Linked DNA regions of Mus musculus: region 1 is linked to region 2. The links are chromatin contacts, called in public HiChIP or PLAC-seq maps. All regions are on one chromosome and are shown on one strand. Each heading gives the region's core, a stretch centred on a gene start, on an enhancer-like site or on the middle of the called end of the contact. The rest is flanking DNA. Distances are from core to core; before and after follow the strand shown.

Region 1 (3,159 bases), core at 112-2,611, 570 kb before region 2:
CCCACGTCTACCCTTGAGCTTGTGACAATCTGTCAGGATAAAAACTATTCCGAACAGACTCATGAGCCCCTCCCCTTGGCTGTCAGACTATGGAGATAATGCACCCCACGATTCTGGGATATTGATATTCCCAGGGGTTTCACACTGGGAAAAGAACAAAGCTGACTCCTAGAGCTGACCCAAGGAGGAGCTTGCATCCTAGGAAGAGATTCTGCACGGTCCTCATAGTTTATCAGACCACCTTGCAGAAGAGACTAGACGCAGACAATGATGGTAGGCGGGGCCCCGCTTGGACCAGGACTGCCTGGCTATGCACACTTCTTCCCCTTTATGTCAGCCTAAATATCTTGTTAGGACACAGAAGATGGCCTTGAGTAGGAAGCAGTCCCTGGGCCTCTGCGTTCACCTTCCCAACATGGCTATGTTGAATAAACTTCCTATTTTCTCCTCTCTGCGTGTTGCTTGTCTTTAATTGGCTTGTCGAGGACAGTTTGCTGAGCTTGGCTTGTTGGGGGGGCTGCCAGGGCCCAGACCTTAACTTGAGTAACAAGCCCACAGGGAAGCCTTGCAGCTGGGAAGCTGGGGTTGGAATGCAGAAGGACTCCCAGTTGCTCGGAAGAGCTTGAAGGGCAGGGCTGAAGAGCAGGGTGAGCGAGGCCTAAACGCTAATTCTGCCAGTTGCTATGATCAAGGTTGTGATGTTGGAAGCCCATGCGGTGGTTCTCAACCTTCCTAGCGCCGTGGCCTTTCTATTTCGTTCTTCACATTGTGGTCATCCCCAACCTTAAGATTGCTTTGTTGATGCTTAACTTAAATTTTCATAACTGTAATGTTGCTACTGCTATGAACCGTAATGGAATATATCTGCTATGCAGGATATCTGCAATGCGACTTCCCCTCCCCCCATAGCCTGGGAACTGCTACCATAGGGGTTGGGTTGCTTCTGTCCGCTAGGGAGAGCTGAGGGAAAGTCTCCCTCAACAGCAGGCTCACAGATTTACAGTTCCTGGGAAAGTGTCATCCTGCAGTCCTCAGCTGCCCTGCCAGTGAGTGTCCACCCTGGGTCCCCACAGAAGAGCCTGAGAGGATGAGGAGATCAGGACCCTGGTTCCAGGATGGGCACCTTTCCTTCATCCCCATGGGAACAGCTCTGGCCGGCAACTCTTCCTCCCCCACCCCAAGACATAGAACTTGATGATAAAGAGTCTAAGCTCCCTCCTCCATGCACACTCAGAAAGCCCGGCAGGCAGCTGCCCCATCCCCCGCCCCGCCCCGCCTCCCCCCACTCATCCACATCCTGTGTCCCAGGGTGGGATTAGTGACGAAGGCTGTGGTCTGGCATCCTGCCAGCAATCTGTCCTTCCGCGGCTGCTCTCAGGTTTCCATGTAGAGTCAGCACAGGCGCAGTTGGCCTGAGATGGCTGGCTTCTTGGAGAGCCTGCAGCCAGCCTGCCGTCAGCATCCCAGACCTTTCAACGGGTCCGTTCGGTGCTTTATCCACAGAGCCAGGGCTCTGTAGAACGCTTCTAGGTTTCCTACGCGAGCAACATACAGGCTGTTTAGCGCTTCCGGATCAAGGGGGGAATGGGGAGAGCCGAGATCCATGTCTTATGCCGGGCTGCTGGAGAAAGCTTCCGATTTACTGTGACGTTAGTCTATACGTTCTTGGAATTTCTTTACCGGTTGGTGGGGTATCCCTTTTTTTTTTTTAATTTGTTTGAGGATTATTCGTTTTTGCATCTATTGAAGACATTTGTCCTTAAAATTTTTTTTTTTTTTTTTAATTCTGGGGCTGGGGCTGTAGCTCCGTTGGTAGAATACTCGTCTAGCACACACAAAGCCCCAAGTTCCACCCACAGCATGGCATAAAACCAGGTAGGGTCCCAGCACCGACCAGGAGTTCAAAGTCCTTCTTGGTTATAGAGCAGAGTCAAAGCTATCTTGGGTTGCTTGAGATCCTCACAAAGTTATAGATTCTGTGTGATGGCTTAGATGGTTATATATCCATAACCCTAGAATTCTTTCTTTCCTTTTTCAAGACAGGGGTTTTCTATGTAGCCCTGACTGTCCTGGAACTCACTCTGTAGACCAGGCTAGCCTTGAACTCTATCTGCCTGTCCAGGACAGCCAAGGTTACAAGAGAAACCCTGTCTTGGAAAAACCAGAGGGCGGGGGTACTCTATTTTGATTTCTTGGGATAGGGTCACATGTAGTTCAGGTTGACTTTGATTTCCAGATAGCACCCCCACACCCCGCCTCTTCTTTATCTATTTTATTGCAGAGCCTATAATGCCTACTTGATGGTCAGGGTTTAGCTGAGCCAAGTTGAGCCAGATAAAGACTTTCATTAGCCTGGGCTCTCCTCTGAGCGGAGCCTCATGTCCTCAGTCAGCCCTCCCCAGCCCTGGCACAGAAGGGCTGAGCTGGCTGTGTGGCTGAGGAGGTCGCTACACTGGATTCTTCACCTTTCGACTGAGCGGATTCCTGGAATCTAAGAGCATGAAAACTCATAACCCTGCGGGACTCCCAGCTCTGTTTCTGAATTCTAGGCCCCATCTTACCCTCTGCCACTGCACTGCTTAAAACCCGGGGATGGGGAAGGAGATGCCCCACAAGGGAACCCCCAGACCTCCGTCTACCTGACAGCCTGTGTGTCTTCACACCCGGTTAGCTCTTCATCCAAAGCCTTCGTTTTGTCTCCTACATGGGATGAGCCTTGCTCAGATCTGGAGTTTCTGGGCTTTGCTTGATTTTCTTTGGACCTCCATCCTTGTACCCTTTCTTACACTGGCCTTTCTTAGTGGCCCCAGAGAAATGTGGCATTTAAAGTTTGTTTGTTTGTTTGTTTGTTTTTTGAGACAGGATTTTACTAGGGTAAGCTTGACTGACCTAGAACTCATTAGATAGATCAGGCTGGCCACAAACACATAGGGATCTGTCTGTTTCTTTTCTTTTTTTTTAGATTTATTTTATTTATATGAGCACTTTGTAGCTGTCTCTAGACACACCAGAAGAGGGCATCGGATCCCATTACAGATGGTTGTGAGCCACCATATGGTTGCTGGGAATTGAACTCAGGACCTCTAGAAGAACAGTCAGTGAGCTATCTCTCCAGCCCAATTTGTCTGTTTCTATCTCCTAAGTTCTGGGTTTGAAGAT
Region 2 (3,085 bases), core at 219-2,718:
AGTGAGGTATGGAGAGAAGCAGAGGGTGGGACAGAGATCCTTCTCTGGAGACTCAGGTCCCATTAGCATGTGTGTATCTCCTTCCTCCGTGGCCCCAAGTACAGAGGCAGTGGGGTGTTCCTGGTCTCCCTGGTAGCAGTCAGCATGCTTTGCTTGGTTCATGGTCCTGGTTGGCCTTTCTTGTGAAGCGTCATGTCACCAATGGGGTCCAGGCTGTCTGGAAGTCCTGTGCCTTCTCTGGGAGTGGGGAGAGCTTTCCCCTGTCTTTTTTAGGCTGCTTGCCTTCCTCCTGCCTCAGGACCTCATCTGCTGGGACTGAGCTGCACAGATCCAGACCAGAGTCCAGGCTTCCACGGCAGTTGTCCCCTTGTGACCTGGCCTGCCACTGTCCTTTCCTGAGACTCAGCTCTGTAAAATGAATAGATTTGCCAAGATGGGTTTGCAGGGGTCAAACAGGTGTGTCTGAGTGGGGTGTGCTAGGTTGTGTCTGACTGGGTTATACCTGTGCAGGTCCACGGTGCCCTAGTACACCTCTACCAGGGAGCTTGCGGGTGGCCCTGAGGATGGAGCCCCATCCATGCCTCTGTATCTTCTTACTCCTGAGAAGGGTTCGGGTACCACTTCTTTATAGTATCTCATGGAGCCCCCTCCCCCCCATTTGCCATCCCCCACGGCAGCATGGCACGAAGTCCATCACAGGGCTGCACAGTTCAGCCAAAAAGATGGGAGCACAGCGGAACTTGTCACTAGGAAGGCTGTGACATAGCTTGCAGACTGGACCGAGTCCTCTTATACTTGCCACATGCCTAGCCCAGACCTGAGGTGCCGTGGCGAGGTGAGGCCATGCTGTGGCACATATTGTCTGTGTGACAGCCAGGGTTCCCACCTCTCTTTAATCGCAGGTTTCTCTGACAGTATCTGGGGTCATTCAGAAGTCATGGGGCGGGGCCTTGTTCTGGAACTCTCTCAGAGCTTCACACCCCCAGCCTACTCCACCTGCCTCTTTTGTTCTGATTCCTCTGAGCATTGTTTTCTCTCGTTGGCACTAGCGTATGCACTGTGTCCTCTTATCTTCAGAGCGCCTCCTGCTGTGTCAGGTCTTCAGGGCATCCTGAAGTACATAGGCTGGGTAGGGGTGAAGAGCGTTGACAAGAGCAGGAGGGGTGAGGGCCTTTAATGGTTTCTTCCTTCCGGGAGACCCCCGTAGTTTCCTTCCCAGCAGCTGGGCAGGAGCTGGGCATCCTGTGGGAGGGGCAAGAACACCTACACAGTTCCCTTCCCAGCTGTGCCCTTTTGTCTGTTTCCACAGTGGGCTACGGCTCCTGGTTTGAGCATGTTCAGGAATTCTGGGAACATCGAATGGATGCCAACGTGCTTTTCCTTAAGTATGAAGACATGCACCGGGTGAGTAGTTGGGGGTAGGTTACTGAGTCGTCCTTGCCGAGAGGCGCTGTCCATGGCCTGGAGCTGTCCGTGGTGCCAGCACCAAGTGGAGGCAACGGAGGGATCTGCACAATTCCTTCCGTGCCCAGAGATGCTTGTGGTCTTACGTCCCTAATCCAGCTCATGGCCCCTGTTGGGCATCTTTTGAGACAGGCTGGTGTCCAGTGATGTCATGGAAAAGCCCGTTTCTTGGCTTTACTGCCTTAGCGACAGGTGCAGGACCTTGGCCGTTCTCATTTGTTGTCTCAAAACCATCACCTTGGTGACTGTGAGGGCAGTATGCTGGGGTAGTTGAGTCCCTTTGCCTTCTGCGTCAGCTTTTGGGATGCTTGTGACCTTGTGTGTTAGCCTGTGGTGTCCCCTCCCTGTTTCTTCTTGGTGCTCAGGGAAGGAGGTCATTATTGATTTGTGTGGATGTGACGCCCTACTCTGTGCAGGTCTGCTGGGTATGGCTGTGGGAGCACTGGGTGTGTGAGCATTTTGGGTGCCTTGATAGCTGCATATTTTCTCTCTCTCTCTCTCTCTCTCTCGCTCGCTCGCTCGCTCGCTCCCTCCCTCCCTCCCTCCCTCCCTCCCTCCCTCCCTCCCCCCCTCTTTCTCTCTCTCCACCCCCTCTCTGTTTTTGGAGGTGGAGTTTCTCTGTGTAGTCCTGGCTGTCATGAAACTAACTCTGTAGACTAATCTGGCCTCAAATTCAGAGATCCGCCTGCTTCCACCTCCTGAGAGCTGGGATTAAAGGTGTGTGCTACCATCTCCCAGTGGTTTCTCTCAGGCCAAGAGCAAACCTGGCCTTGACCTCGCTCCCTCTCAGCATCTTACCCTTATCTTCACTTCACTGCAGACCCTTCCCTTCCTGTCTCAGGCCCCTCGTTACCTGGCCCCACAACTCCCAAGCTGCTCTGTCATGGTCTGCAGTGATTCCCTACTTTGCTACAGCAGGTAATGGTTACTGGGTTCCTGTAACCCAGCCTTCTGATGACCCTTCCCTCCTCATTTGGCTGCCAAGATAACACCCTCATCTCCCATGGTCCCCTTCTCTCAGATTTATTTTATGAGTTTTTTGTTTTGTTTTGTTTTTGCCTGCATGTATGTATGTGTAGCGCGTGCATGCTGGTGCCCAAAGAGGTCAGAAGAAGGTATTGGATCTGGAGTTAGGAATGGTTGTAAGCCACTGTGTTTATGTTGGAAACCATACTTGGGTCCTCTGCAAGAGCACCAAGTGCTGTTAACTGCTGGGCTGCCTCTCCAGCCCCACGTCCGGCATCTCTTGCTGTTTTCCCATGTCCTGACTGCAGATGCTCGCATGCCACAGATGCTCACACAGCACAGGCCTCAGCCTAGGCCTTGTTTCTCATCGTTTCTTCTGTTCACTTCCTGTGGTGTCATTCCTTTGCCAGGTTTGGAGCTCTGCTGCCACTGTGCACACAGCTGGCTGTGGGCATCCCGAGACACATGTCTGTGTGGTTGTCCAAGGGAGACCCAGGACTTGATGCACCCAGACCAAGCTCTCCCTAACCCTCATCTCAGTTCAGGGCAGGCTGCTCTGCCTTCTGGGGTTGCTCAGGAGGAATTCTGTATTTGTCCCAATGTCTCTTTCACACAGTGCATCTGTGTCCCAAGTCCTGTTAGCTCTGTGCTTAAA

What was found. HiChIP or PLAC-seq counts read pairs in DNA pulled down with a chosen protein or histone mark.
Region 1: a contact with region 2 is called in an H3K4me3 HiChIP or PLAC-seq map of embryonic stem cells, with 12 read pairs. The contact joins two enhancer-like sites. A contact is called at or near these places in 12 of 39 promoter capture datasets (the 3T3-L1 cell line, 3T3-L1-derived adipocytes, the HPC-7 cell line and 8 more), 2 of 484 Hi-C or Micro-C datasets (bone marrow-derived macrophages and pre-B cells), 6 of 115 datasets of contacts at active chromatin or transcription factors (SST interneurons, embryonic basal ganglia, embryonic forebrain and 3 more) and 2 of 9 other capture datasets (embryonic stem cells and liver).

The regions. Positions count from the first base shown.
Region 1 is chr15:84,652,588-84,655,746 of GRCm38.p6, reverse strand. No RefSeq gene overlaps it. Among named protein-coding and RNA genes, the nearest start is that of Gm34201, 27 kb to the right of the region's middle. Within about 2 kb of position 1,361, at least 223 of the 459 cell types and tissues checked have an H3K27ac peak or open chromatin away from gene starts, as enhancers often do. A contact at or near this core is called in embryonic stem cells, where this site is marked.
Region 2 is chr15:84,084,919-84,088,003 of GRCm38.p6, reverse strand. It overlaps Sult4a1 (sulfotransferase family 4A, member 1), which reads left to right. Exons shown (of 7, transcript NM_013873.3): 5 at 1,310-1,404. Among named protein-coding and RNA genes, the nearest start is that of Gm46526, 18 kb to the left of the region's middle. Within about 2 kb of position 1,468, at least 13 of the 459 cell types and tissues checked have an H3K27ac peak or open chromatin away from gene starts, as enhancers often do. A contact at or near this core is called in embryonic stem cells, where this site is marked.